3 separate regions of the Mus musculus genome follow, and regions 1 and 2 are each linked to region 3. A link is a contact called in public Hi-C and HiChIP or PLAC-seq data. All regions are on one chromosome and are shown on one strand. The core of a region is the stretch at or near the end of the contact, and the rest is flanking DNA. Distances in the headings are between cores, read along the strand shown.

Region 1 (4,065 bases), core at 120-2,619, 81 kb after region 3:
GAGCCCAGGTCTCCAGCTAAACTTTGAACTTTCCATATTCAGCTAGCCTAGCCCAGCTTGTCCCAGGGATGCCCGTGTCCACCTCCTAAGCACAGAGACCACAGACAAGCCACCATGCCAGCCCAGCTTTTATGTGGATTCTGAGGACAAAACTCCTATGTTTATGCTCTATCCCCTGAGCCATCTCCCCAGTCCCTGTAAATGACATTTGACAGATGTATTTTGCCTGACCTCTGCCTGCCTCCACCATTACCTTCAGCATCATCTTTCTCTGGTACAATTGGTACCAGCTGCTTTTTCTTAGCTATATTGAATTCTTTTCCTTCTCCCTCTCTCTCTCTCTCTCTCTCTCTCTCTCTCTCTCTCTCTCTCTCTCTCTCTGTTTGTGTGTGTGTGTGTACACTTCCTCTCCTCTCTGCTCTTCTCAGAGGAACGTCACCTCCATTGTCACTCCATAGCACAAGCCACCAATAGTAATTGAACACCTGGTTGAACCTCTGTGCTTATGTACTGGACTGTATGCTCAGTGAGGCCAGATCAAAGTCTAATTTTTCCAGGAGCATCTTCTCAGAGACTAGTCATGTGCCTACCACTTAATAGATGCTCAAAGCCACTGTCGACTGAGTGAATGAATAAACTTCCCAGAACAGAAAGAGGTGGGGAAGGCGTCCCACCACCTGCTATTAGAGTCTAATCCAACATTGTTGAGATGGATGTAAGCTCTCATTTGCCCTCATCATCGCCACTGTCATCAGCAGCAGCTCCCCGCTGGCCTAATAGTGACTGCATCGCAGCAGCCTTGAAGAAAAAAACACACTTTCTGGGTAATTCCAGTTTTCCTCCTCCAATTTCCACTCCAGGGAGCTGGGAACTAAAGGTCGGTAGCCAGCCCGTGGGGAGTGATTTCAGGCACTGGAGAGAGCCTGTGGGACAATTTCCCAGCTTCTCTCCAGTTGGCCAAGTCCCCCCTTGAGCAGCCATTCTCAGACTTCATCCCACAGCTGAGTTCTTTACTGAAACAAGAAAGACAAACAAAACACAAAACAAAAAGCTGCCTTCTGGCCCTTGCTCATAATCTCCAACAAAGCAGAGGGCTCAGAAGAATGGCCCCTCTTTAACAAGACACCACGTGAGGATCATGAGACATCACCGCTGACGGTCACCACCAACAGAAGTGTAGCATTTATATATTGTCATTGCAGGAGGCCAGCCTCACCGACCACCAGGAAACCTAGACCACATCTCGAGAGCATCTCTCTGAAAGGGTGTGGGCACTTCCTGCTACCTCCCCGACTCTATTATTGTGGTCCCCAGTTGAGGCCAAAGCCAGTCATGTTAGCATCATTTTTAACCAAGAGCAGAGTCAGCCCCCACCACGAGCAGCTCCCCAGCCCTTCCTTTGCTGCCTCTGTCGGTTGACACTGTCTTCCTCCTCTTCTGATGTGGTTGCATGTTTGCACATGTCTTGGTCTGAGCCCATGTGGAGCAACGAGGTCCATTAATACTAGTGCTTGAGGGCTTTAAAGCAATCAAAGGCCACAAGTGGGTTCTAAAAACAATGAGCGACCACAAAGAGGACGTCAACGTTCATCGCCCGTGCTCACTTCTGAAAATGAATCCCATACCCCAAAGAATACTGAGTGAGTGGCGCATCCAGCTGGTCCATAAATAAGTATTTATTGTACATTACTCAATGCCAGGCTGGGGGCAGAGGATATGATGGTGACAGAGCTTGCAGCCTAGTTAGCAATAAAAAAAAAAAAAAGTCGGTGACTTTTCAGTGAGAAAATAGCTACAGTAAAAGAAGGAAAAGAAGGACTGAGGGAGAGGAGAGGCCTGAAGATGTCTGGGTCAAACAGGTAAGTGGATACTTACGTGATTCACAGATATGGACACTCCAGAGAGGGCCATAGTTAGAAGAAAGGTAAGGTTGTTCTGAGCATACTCCTTTGTAAATGACCACTGAAGGGTGTTTGTCTTGTTGGTAGAATGTGCATCCAGAGCTTAGGAGAGAAATGTGGATGCCGGGATTATATTTGGGAGTTGTGAATAGCTGTGTGCCTTTGGAGGCCCAGTAGCTAAGAATCTACCTGTTGACATCACCCTTGCTAATAGATCCTGGAGGAAACCCACTTCCTAGTGGACTTCATAGATGAATGGAACCGAGGGTTGTGAGAGATAAAGACATGAGGAATTCAATAGGGAAGGGAAAGCATTCAAGACAGAGCACAGGGAAGGCCTATTAAGATCACGTGCCAGTGTTTAATGGACAAGCGGAAGAAAAGCCTGAAGAAGAGATGAAAGACAACTGCAGCAGTAAAAGAATTAAGTGGGGGAGGGGGCAAATACTTCAAGACAGGAAGTGGCCAAGTCACCTGGTCCTGGGCTGCACATCTGCAGTGTCTAGAAGACACTGGGACTAAGTGAATTGAATTATGGGTTCTGTTGTTTAATGTTCCTTGACTTTAGCAATAGAGCACCTTAGTGGCCTAGATAAAAAAAGAACTTTCTAGAAAAAAAAAAAAAAAACTGGGGCAAGGGCCCAGTGTAGTGTGTTGTGGAGTAAATATAGGTTAATACAATGAATGTTGACAACCCTCTAAGATCTTGGGCTCTGTCCCAAGTTCCTACTGAGTCTTAAAGGAGCCCTTATCGTGCTGTGCACTGTCACAGGATAGCCTGGGACACTGTCCTTCTTTCAAGTTCCCTACCAAGCTCAGAGACCTCACCTGCTCCCTCTGCCTGGAGATGACTTTTCCTATTCCTCACACATGCAGGCTTGGCTGACCTGGCATGCCCTCAGTGAAAGATGCCCATACCATTATCCTCTGTCCAACCTCCTGGAGGATCTGTCCCATCCATGCACACAGTGTGACTCCTCTCCATCTAAAGACAGGCAGCAAATATCTTGTGAAAATATTATTTGATGGGTTCTCTCAACTAATCCATGAGCTCTCCCAAGTATATATGCCATAAGGGCAAGAACTGGACCTCAAACCCAAACAGGAACTGTCTCTCGTAGGCACTCATCCAATAAAGGAACAGATAGGGAGCTCAGCAGTTGCTGGAAAGAGCTGTAGGGTCAAGGAAGAGCTTTTTAACATAACGGAGACAACCGCACATTGGAATGTTCACACACCCGGCTCAATAGAGGGCGAGCAGAGGTGACCACAAAAGTGAAATATCCCAGAAGACACACAAGGGTGCTGAAGGTGGATGGGGAGCACCTTCCGTAGAAGCAGGAAGTTGGAAAGGAGGGAGGAAGGGCCCATGACAGGTCTGAGGGCAGGAAGTTGAGGAGGTGCCAGTCTGCATGCAGGTTTCTCCTGTGGAATAAAATCTAAATTTTCTTTTCTCTTCATTTAAAGCAGATTATTCCAATAGAACTTTAGGCTTTCCTCTGAAAGAGACAAAAGAGAGTGTCGTATAAGCAAAGTAAGCAGGAGAAGTGGGTGGACTTCAGGTGTGTTCTAGAAGGCTTTGGGGGATTAGATATATGGGTGTTTCAATTATCTTTTCAGTTGAGTTTTGTTGAACATAAAAAGGAGCTGCTTGGTGCTGGAGCAATGGCTCAGCAGTTAAGATTCCTTCCTGCTCCTCCAGAGGACCTGTTCTCAGCAACTTCAGTTTCTAGCACCCACAAACAGCAGCTCCTGTCCATATTTCTTCCCCAAGGGCAGCTAGTCCCAGTTTCTTCTACTGGATATGTAATGTTTATGATCATATCAGTAGATAGCATGTGCATTTTCAATTCCTGAGTCTGCTGCTTCTATTACCCGTGGACTTCCACTAGGGGACAGTGAGAATTTAACTCTATCCTGACACCCCCTCCCACCCCCACCCCCACCCCCGCCTCTGCCATTCATGTCCACTCTTCCTTCTCCCTCCCAGCTTTGCAAGACTACATCACAATTTTAGGTAGACTCATAGTCCGTGCTTGTATCTATGACTAAGTTGGGGGGGGGGCTGTTCACAATGGAACATGGACTCTATTTCCTTGTCTTCTGTTTTGTCTCTAGTTAATAGCTGTAAGAGCCAGGGAATGGCTCAGTGGGTAAGAATACT
Region 2 (4,006 bases), core at 1,460-3,959, 91 kb before region 3:
AAATAGCATATATCAGAATTATTGTTCAATTGGCCTATGAGTCAAAAATCATCTAAAACATGTGTAGGAAAAAGTACAGATACCCAGAAGTCATCTCAGATTATGGAATTCTACCCACAGGAGGCTGGTGACCCAAGAGATGGACTTTTAACACCTCCCCACCCCCCATGATTCTAATGCCCTTAAAGTTTGGGACTGTATAGCTCAGGATATCCTGACTTTCCACAGGAAGTGTCTGAGGACAGTTTCCTTTTAGTGTCATCTGGAAACTTGCTCTATGTTCTCCTAACCCACTCCTCCCCACCTAAGGACCACCTATTATTATTATTATTATTATTATTATTATTATTATTATTATTAATTCATAATTAAGGATGGTGATGTGAGCATCCCAGCTGAATGAGAGGTAATTTCAGGAGTCCTCACTTCACTACGAGCTGTTTGGGGGCCAGTTCCGCTATTGTTCAGAGCAGGCTGGAAGATTCAGTAGCCTGATTTTGAATTTCCCCTGGTCTGCTGAAGTCCTTTGAAAAGGCAGGAGCTTCCCAGCACGGATGTAGAGGCCTTTGGTGGCATGGGCATTATTTATTGAGTGCTGCCCCCTAGAGGATTGGAAAAGCTCTGACCAGTTTGACTCCCCAGGGGTTCTCCCTCCCTCTGGCCATCTGCAGAACAGGAAGCCTTCACTCCAGTGGACTGCAGTCAAGTCTTGCATGCAGAGGCACAGAGGCTTCCAGGAAGCAAGTTAGCGCCCCCTTTAGAACACCTCTGAGAAAACGAAGATCCATATGGGCAGAAGCAGGATCCAGGGACAGAACGCTGAATCTTACTGACTTTTCCCAGAACGAAGGAGAACCTTGGAAGCAGCTAGATGGGAACCCTCAAGTCTGAGGTCCCAAGCCCAGCAGTTCGGGGTTGTCATCCTATGGCTTCCCAATGGGCTTTGGGTTTCTTTCTCTCTCCCCAGTCATCTCTCTGCCCTTTGTCATGTTCTCAGAAAGCTGCTGTGTGCATCTCTAGTCTAAGTAGGAATGGTTTTCTATGCCTGGAGAGCAGTGGGGTTGTGACACTAAGTAACTCTTTCCTTGCAGGCACTGTTAGTACAGATAGCGTTGTTTGTTCTTGGATTAGTGTTTTGCCAACAACACAAGCCAGGATTTGAACTTAAGGTCCAAACTCCAGGCTTCCCCTCTTCCTTCATCGAAGAACCCAGGGAAGGGAAAGAAAGGATAAAGGAAATCAAAATTAGCCCCTATGAGTATTTGAGTGGTGCATGCGTGTGCACGTGTGTGTGTGTGTGTGTGTGTGTGTGTGTGTATGTGTTGCTCTCTGGAAGAACTCAGAGGGCCTCTAACTCCAGCCCTTTGCAGCCAGGCAGTTAAGATTAACCATGTGGTATTCAGGCTCTGGACTTCCACTGGAAAATCCCTCATTTAACTAGTTGCAAATCACTTCTGATTCAATTTTGTTTGTGTTTATCTCCATGTAAATAACAGTTAAGTGAGAGTTACAGATTTTTTTTTTCAAACACTGGCTGTGATAAACAACGCTAATGGCAAGTCCAGATAAGGAGAGAAACCACCCAGAAGAACCCATAAGTCCACGCTAAGGGGGAAAAATGGTATAGTCAGATGTTCATGTCCCTTCTCACCCAAACTTTATGTTTCCTAATCTTCAGACTGCTAGGAAGGGGACTGAAAAGGTTGCCAGGTGTGCTCTGTTGGATCTTGATCATGGTAAAGCAAGGGTGCCTGGTGAATATGACAGTTGGGGATCACCCAGCCACCCTCAGAAACAAAGATGCAAGTGTTTTCTCCAACTGTTAGCTTATAGCGCCTTGAAACAGTTTTCATGTCTCCACTTAAAAATAGGTAACACAATGCTATTTTCTTTCTGTCAACATTGTGACCACAATACCTTGGGGAAACATGAACAGAAGTAGTTACAGTAGCAGTCCAAGAGGCCTCCCTGTACCTATACTATGTTGGAAGCTTGAAGGTGTATTGGGTGGCCAGGGGTGGGGGTGGGGAATTTAATTGCCCGGAGAAATTCTTTATTCAATAAAATCGTCCCTCGTTTACAGATAGTTACAAGTTAAGGGCACATGTTGAAGTAAATCCTAACCCAGACCGCAGAGGATCCTGTTTGGGACACAACAAAGGATCTGAGAAGTAAGCCCAAGAAGTATTTGAGGTTTGGTTCAGAGAAGGCTAAAGGCTGACTGTGTGTGTCGCCGCCACGCTTTGCTGCCTCTGGGAACACAGAGCTGAGCCGCGGACTGGCTCCCTACGCCAAACGCGGTCCGCCACCCAACTCCTTCTGTAACGCCATTGCAGGTGGCATTGTGTTGGATTCTGAGTGTGTAGCATCTGAGTCTCGGAATTTAGGGGAAACAAGAATTTCCCGGGCTCCGCGGAGTTTCCCTCCGGCAGAGGCAGCGCGCCCTGAAGGGAGGGCGCTCCTTGCTCCGGGTGTGACACACCCGCAGCCCCGCACGAAGGTGCGTGGGGCGGGAGGGAGGTGCGGACTGGGAGAGGGGCGGCAGGGTTGCGTGGCACCTTAACTTTGATCGCGCGGCCGCGGGGCTGCGAGCCACCGCCGCCCCGCCCGAGCTGGGTGCCGCGGTCCTCGGCTCTGCGCCGCGCGTCTCCGCGGCTGCCTCTTTAATCAGGAACACAGAAGGGGCGGGCCCTGAGCGGGCGCGTAATCGGATCGCTCTGCCGCGGCTCTGACATCCACATGCTGCTCGGCCTGAAAAGGCGAGGGGGGAGCCGGAGGGGAGGCAGAGGAGGCGAGCAAGGCACCAGCCTGCAGCCCGCCCCCGGCACATCCTCTGAAGCACAGACACTCGGCCGGGCGCTGGGCGAGGTGGAGGTGAGGGCGGGCGCCAGCGAACTCGGAGAGCCGCTCGCACACTCGCGGGCGATCCCAGCCGCCGCACCCGCAGCAACACCAGCAGCACCGGCCGCAGCAGCTTCCTGCCTCGCACTCCCCTCCAGAGACTGGCCAAGCGGGTGTAACCGCCGGGGGAGGCTCCAGCTTAGGGGAACCCAGAAAGGACAAGAGCCGGACGTCTGACTGCTTACCACTCCGCCTGTCCAGCGGTCGGTGCCTCTGCCCGCGTGTGTGTCCCGGGTGCCGGGGGACCTGTGTCAGTTAGCGCTTCTGAGATCACACAGCTGCCTAGGGGCCGTGTGATGCCCAGGGCAATTCTTGGCTTTGATTTTTATTATTATTACTATTATTTTGCGTTCAGCTTTCGGGAAACCCTCGTGATGTTGTAGGATAAAGGAAATGACACTTTGAGGAACTGGAGAGAACATACACGCGTTTGGGTTTGAAGAGGAAACCGGTCTCCGCTTCCTTAGCTTGCTCCCTCTTTGCTGATTTCAAGAGCTATCTCCTAGTGAGGTGGAGATATTCCAGCAAGAATAAAGGTGAAGACAGACTGACTGCCAGGACCCAGGAGGAAAACGTTGATCGTTAGAGACCTTTGCAGAAGACACCACCAGGAAGAAAATTAGAGAGGAAAAACACAAAGACATAATTATAGGAGATCCCACAAACCTAGCCCCGGAGAGAGCCTCTCTGTCAAAAATGGATATGTTTCCTCTTACCTGGGTTTTCTTAGCTCTGTACTTTTCAGGACACGAAGTGAGAAGCCAGCAAGGTAAGCCCTTCAAAGTTTTTCTATTCATTTTTACACGGTTTCCCCTTTAAAGGCGACAGCTAATGGAGAGAAGCCACTGAGAAGCGCTCATGAGGAGGCTCCCTCAATACTCAATCATTTAAAGGGAGATCTCAGCGGCCTTCTTTACACCACCAGGGCTGCTAAACCCAACTTTTCTCTCTTGCAAAGGGAGTGTGTGTGTGTGTGTGTGTGTGTGTGTGTGTGTGTGTGTGTTTTGTAACAGAATTTGGCGGTGTTCAGATGTCACATATGGACTGAATCAAAGGTTTAAAAATACTACAAAGCCTTTGCATTACAGTTTTGGGGATTTTTTTT
Region 3 (3,951 bases), core at 1,062-3,561:
AGAGGAGTCTCTTTTTTTTTTTTTCTTATTCACTTTACATTATGCTCTCTGCCTCCTCCCAGTCAGCCCCTCCCACAATCCTTCCTCCCATCCCCTCTCTCCTCATCTGAGCAGGTGGGGTTTCCATGAGTACTCCCACCCTGGCACATCAAGTCTCTGTGGGGCCAGGCACATTCTCTCCCACTGAGGCCAGACAAGGCCACCCAGCTAAAAGACCATACCCCACAGGCAAGCAACAGCTTTTTGGACATCCCCTTGCTCCAGTTGTTTAGGACACACAAAGACCAAGCTGCACATCTGCTACATATATGCAGGGAGGCCTAGGTCCAGCCCACGTCTGTTCTTTGGTAGGAAGGGGGAATCTTCAGCATACGGTGGAATCTATCTTCCATGGCACAGGACAGCTCTGAGGTGAGGAGAGGATGGCTCACATATCTGATTCTGAATACTAATCCTATATCATGATTTGTCATCTTACAAAAGGACAGAGCATTTTCCAACTGTGTACCCAGGTTATGTCTACCATCAGAAACACTTTCAGGGCAACACCCTCCCCAGCTCCAGCACTTGGAGCTGGAAACTTTTGTACTGAGGCCAGGTGGTGGCAGAGGCAAGAGAAGTGGCTGTAACTGCTCCTATCTTTGTGGTCAGGCACTTTAGAGTGGGCTCTGTTGCCTAGTTTGCCACCTGCCTTTTCTCTGATGGGCGAGCTGTAACCTCATTAGAGGATGGTCCTCATAAAGCAGCAAACCTGAGTCAGAGGCACAACCAGGGAACACTTTATGGGAGAAAAAAGATGGCTCTGGTGAACTCTAGAACCACCTGTGCGCTTAGGCATTTCACAGCATCGTTGAGAGCTCCATGAAAACCCAGTAGCAAGGTGATTGCCAAGCAGCAGACACTCTGGGTGACCTGAATCAGGACTTGACATTAGCTGACTTGCAACCTGATCACTTCAAGGAACCATTTTCAATACTTTGTTTCCTTTCTTTCTCTCTCTCTCCTTTTTTTTGTATGTAAATTTCTCAATTTGAGTACCAATGAGAGAGACAGAAAGAGAGAGAGAGAGAGAGAGAGAGAGAGAGAGAGAGAGAGAGAGAGAGAGGAGAGGAGAGAGAGAGAGAGAGAGAGAGAGAGAGAGAGAGAGAGAGAGAGGAGAGGGGGGGAGGAGAAGATAAATGAAAAAATTAAAAGATGGAAATTAGAGCTGGGTGTGGTGGCTCATGCTTGTAGTCCCACCACTTGGGAGGCTGAGGCAGGGGGATTGTTTAAGGCTAGCTACATGGTGAATTACAGGCTGGCCTCTGCTAAAAAGTGAAAACCTTTCTCAAGATAACAAACAAAAGAGGATGAAAACACTTTAGCGGAAAGGAAAAGACCATATAGTCACACGGAAAAGGATAAGGTAGTAGTAGAAACAGCTTTTAGGAGTCCTAGGATAATGGGGTCTTTGGAAAAGGATAAGGTAGTAGTAGAAACAGCTTTTAGGAGTCCTAGGATAATGGGGTCTTTTTCATCCTAAAGATACAGATGTGGTTATCAAGTCGTATGCTAAGCAACTCGTCTTGGTCAAAGCTCTTCCAACACTGGAGGACTTTTGGTGGTCTACAAGGTGAAACTGCACCCTGACGGAAGGGGATCCCCAAATTGACGGAAGCAGTAATTCAGAACTAGCAAGATGGGCAGGCTTCATCAGATTTTCTAAGAAACATTCTCTCATTTTTCTCTCACTTCTGAGGAGACATGAGATCTGACATACTACTCAGCTATCTGGGGACCAGGCTGTGGGGTCGGGAGAAATTGAGAACTGGGGGTGTGGGCCTCGGGTCAGCAGTTGCTTCATAAGGCATTTACAGGGCACCTTCACTGCATGTCCTCCTCGGTGGAGGCTGAGTCTTGGCTTCCTCTGCTTCAGGAGCTCTAAGTCTGGTGGGGGTGTGGGGGTGGAGAGAAGAAAGGTAGCCGGGGGCCCTGCCTGCGTGGTGAGCAAAGGTGGGTCCACAAACAGATGCTGTGAATAGGCAGCTCATCTGTCCCTCTTCCGGCACACCCTGTAAGTAAGGGAAGCACGTTTTAGCCATCCGCCCATGGTGCCCGCAGCTCGAGAAGCATTTCTCATAGGTTAAGCATACATCGGCTTTTTCAGAAGTAAAGATCATGTCTGCCTTTGGCAAGCTCAAAACCGCCTTAGTCCCTTTCTGGGCCAGATTCTCATCTGATGTAAATCCTTGGGAGAATCAAGTTGTAGCACTGTTTTGCATGGAGTGGGAGTCAATTCAGTCTTTCCCCTGAGTTACCCTGAGCGAAACTCTACTACAGCGTCTCCATGGCAACCAGAGGCTGGCCAGTAAACTCGGTTGCCTCCTAAATCTCCCCACCCCCAGCTTCTCCCCGCTCTTTTCCACGGTTAAGAATGAGGCTCCCTCGCTCGGTGTCCCTCGCTCTCACACTCCTTTATTGCTTTGTGCTCATATCTTTTTTTCCCCCTGCAACTCCTTATCCAATCTGCTTTTAAAATCCTCCATCCAGTTTAAAAAAAAAATGAAGACGGGTTAGTCATTGCTTGACAGTAGTAATTGACCTGTTTAGACAAGACCAAGCTGATTTCAATGGGCACAGAAACCTTGGCAAACCAAAGTGGAATTTACCTTCAAGTCTAGCCAGCCTAATTAATACATTGTTGAGAATTCTGGCCAGCCACACCAAATATGGCTTTTCCACCCACTTGAAGAATTCACCAATCTGAATTCCAGCAGATACTGCAGTATCATTGTGTGTATGTGGTGTGTGTGCGTGGAAGTGTGTGTGTGTGTGTGTGTGTATGTGTGTGTGTGTGTGTGTGTGTGTGAGAGAGAGAGAGAGAGAGAGAGAGAGAGAAAGGAAGAGAGAGATGAGAGAAAAAATTATAATGCTTTGACACATGGTAAAGTAATTCTGATTAAATAATAAAGAAAGCTATGTAAGGGTAGGACTCTTGGTTGAGACATATTTACTACCAGGTGAGCAGCAATTGTCGATTGAACCTCTGTGAGCCTGTTTCCTCATCTGTACAGTGGGTTAAAGTACCTGATGCATAAAGGGACCAGCGAAGAGATTGCAGATAATAAACGGCTTGGTATATATGAAGGCCGAGTACCGCCTGAGTCCCTGGATCCCTGCTGTATGACCCAAAGCATGTGTGTTTCTCTCTTTCTTTTCTTTATTTTTTTTCTTTATTTTTTTAATTGATTTTTTTTTATGAGTCCGCATGCTCTCAGCCTAGCAACACTCTCTGTGTCTCTCCCCCAGGGGGCACCCTCCCGCCAGGGACCGAGCCCACAGTGGACACGGTGCCCGTGCAGCCCATCCCAGCCTACTGGTATTACGTTATGGCGGCCGGGGGCGCCGTGCTGGTGCTGGCCTCCGTCGTCCTGGCCCTGGTGCTCCACTACCACCGGTTCCGCTATGCGGCCAAGAAGACCGATCACTCCATCACCTACAAAACCTCCCACTACACCAACGGGGCCCCTCTGGCGGTCGAGCCCACCCTAACCATTAAGCTAGAGCAAGAGCGGGGCTCGCACTGCTGAGGGCCGAAGCAGGAACAGCGCCCCCCCAAAAAAAACCCAAGAAAGACTGCAAACACGTTGCCTCGATTTTGCACTTTTTTTCTCCTCGCCTAGTCTCTGTGTGAACCCTCAGACATCTCTCTCCAGGGTCCCCAACCCTGAGCGCTCTCATGTACCCCACACCATTCTCTGTGGTTCTTGGTTCCGGTTTCTCTTTGCTCTGATATTGTTTGTTTTTAATCATTATTTTTTTTCCTTTTCTTCTTTCCTTTTTAATCTTCTCTCTTTTATTCCTTTCTCCCCTCCCCGCCCCGCTTTTTTCTAATGATTTTAAACCAACTCTAATGCTGCATCTGGAATCCCAGAAGAGACCCGCCCCTAAGCACTTCACAACCCAAGGCTC

Evidence for each region. A called contact is a pair of places that touch in the nucleus more often than the background predicts. HiChIP or PLAC-seq counts read pairs in DNA pulled down with a chosen protein or histone mark.
Region 1: a Hi-C map of CD4 T cells shows a contact between it and region 3, with 4 times the contacts expected there. The contact joins the enhancer-like site here to the promoter of 4930487H11Rik in region 3. A contact is called at or near these places in 7 of 484 Hi-C or Micro-C datasets (CD4 T cells, the HL-1 cell line, the N1E-115 cell line and 4 more) and 1 of 115 datasets of contacts at active chromatin or transcription factors (embryonic stem cells).
Region 2: an H3K4me3 HiChIP or PLAC-seq map of embryonic stem cells shows a contact between it and region 3, with 4 times the contacts expected there. The contact joins the promoter of Nrp2 here to the promoter of 4930487H11Rik in region 3. A contact is called at or near these places in 11 of 39 promoter capture datasets (the 3T3-L1 cell line, 3T3-L1-derived adipocytes, embryonic stem cells and 5 more), 3 of 15 datasets of contacts at CTCF or cohesin (the NIH/3T3 cell line and embryonic stem cells), 39 of 484 Hi-C or Micro-C datasets (the 3T3-L1 cell line, 3T3-L1-derived adipocytes, the C2C12 cell line and 22 more), 13 of 115 datasets of contacts at active chromatin or transcription factors (the NIH/3T3 cell line, bone marrow-derived macrophages, craniofacial prominence and 3 more) and 2 of 9 other capture datasets (adipose tissue and liver).

Annotation. Positions count from the first base shown.
Region 1 is chr1:62,874,527-62,878,591 of GRCm38.p6, forward strand. No RefSeq gene overlaps it. Among named protein-coding and RNA genes, the nearest start is that of Gm39652, 32 kb to the left of the region's middle. Within about 2 kb of position 1,370, at least 36 of the 459 cell types and tissues checked have an H3K27ac peak or open chromatin away from gene starts, as enhancers often do.
Region 2 is chr1:62,700,608-62,704,613 of GRCm38.p6, forward strand. It overlaps Nrp2 (neuropilin 2), which reads left to right and starts at 2,710. Exons shown (of 17, transcript NM_001077404.1): 1 at 2,710-3,670. The coding sequence starts at 3,598.
Region 3 is chr1:62,792,421-62,796,371 of GRCm38.p6, forward strand. It overlaps 4930487H11Rik (RIKEN cDNA 4930487H11 gene), which reads right to left and starts at 2,312. Exons shown (of 3, transcript NR_040601.1): 1 at 2,133-2,312; 2 at 1,976-2,051. All of the region lies in intron 15 of Nrp2 (neuropilin 2), which reads left to right.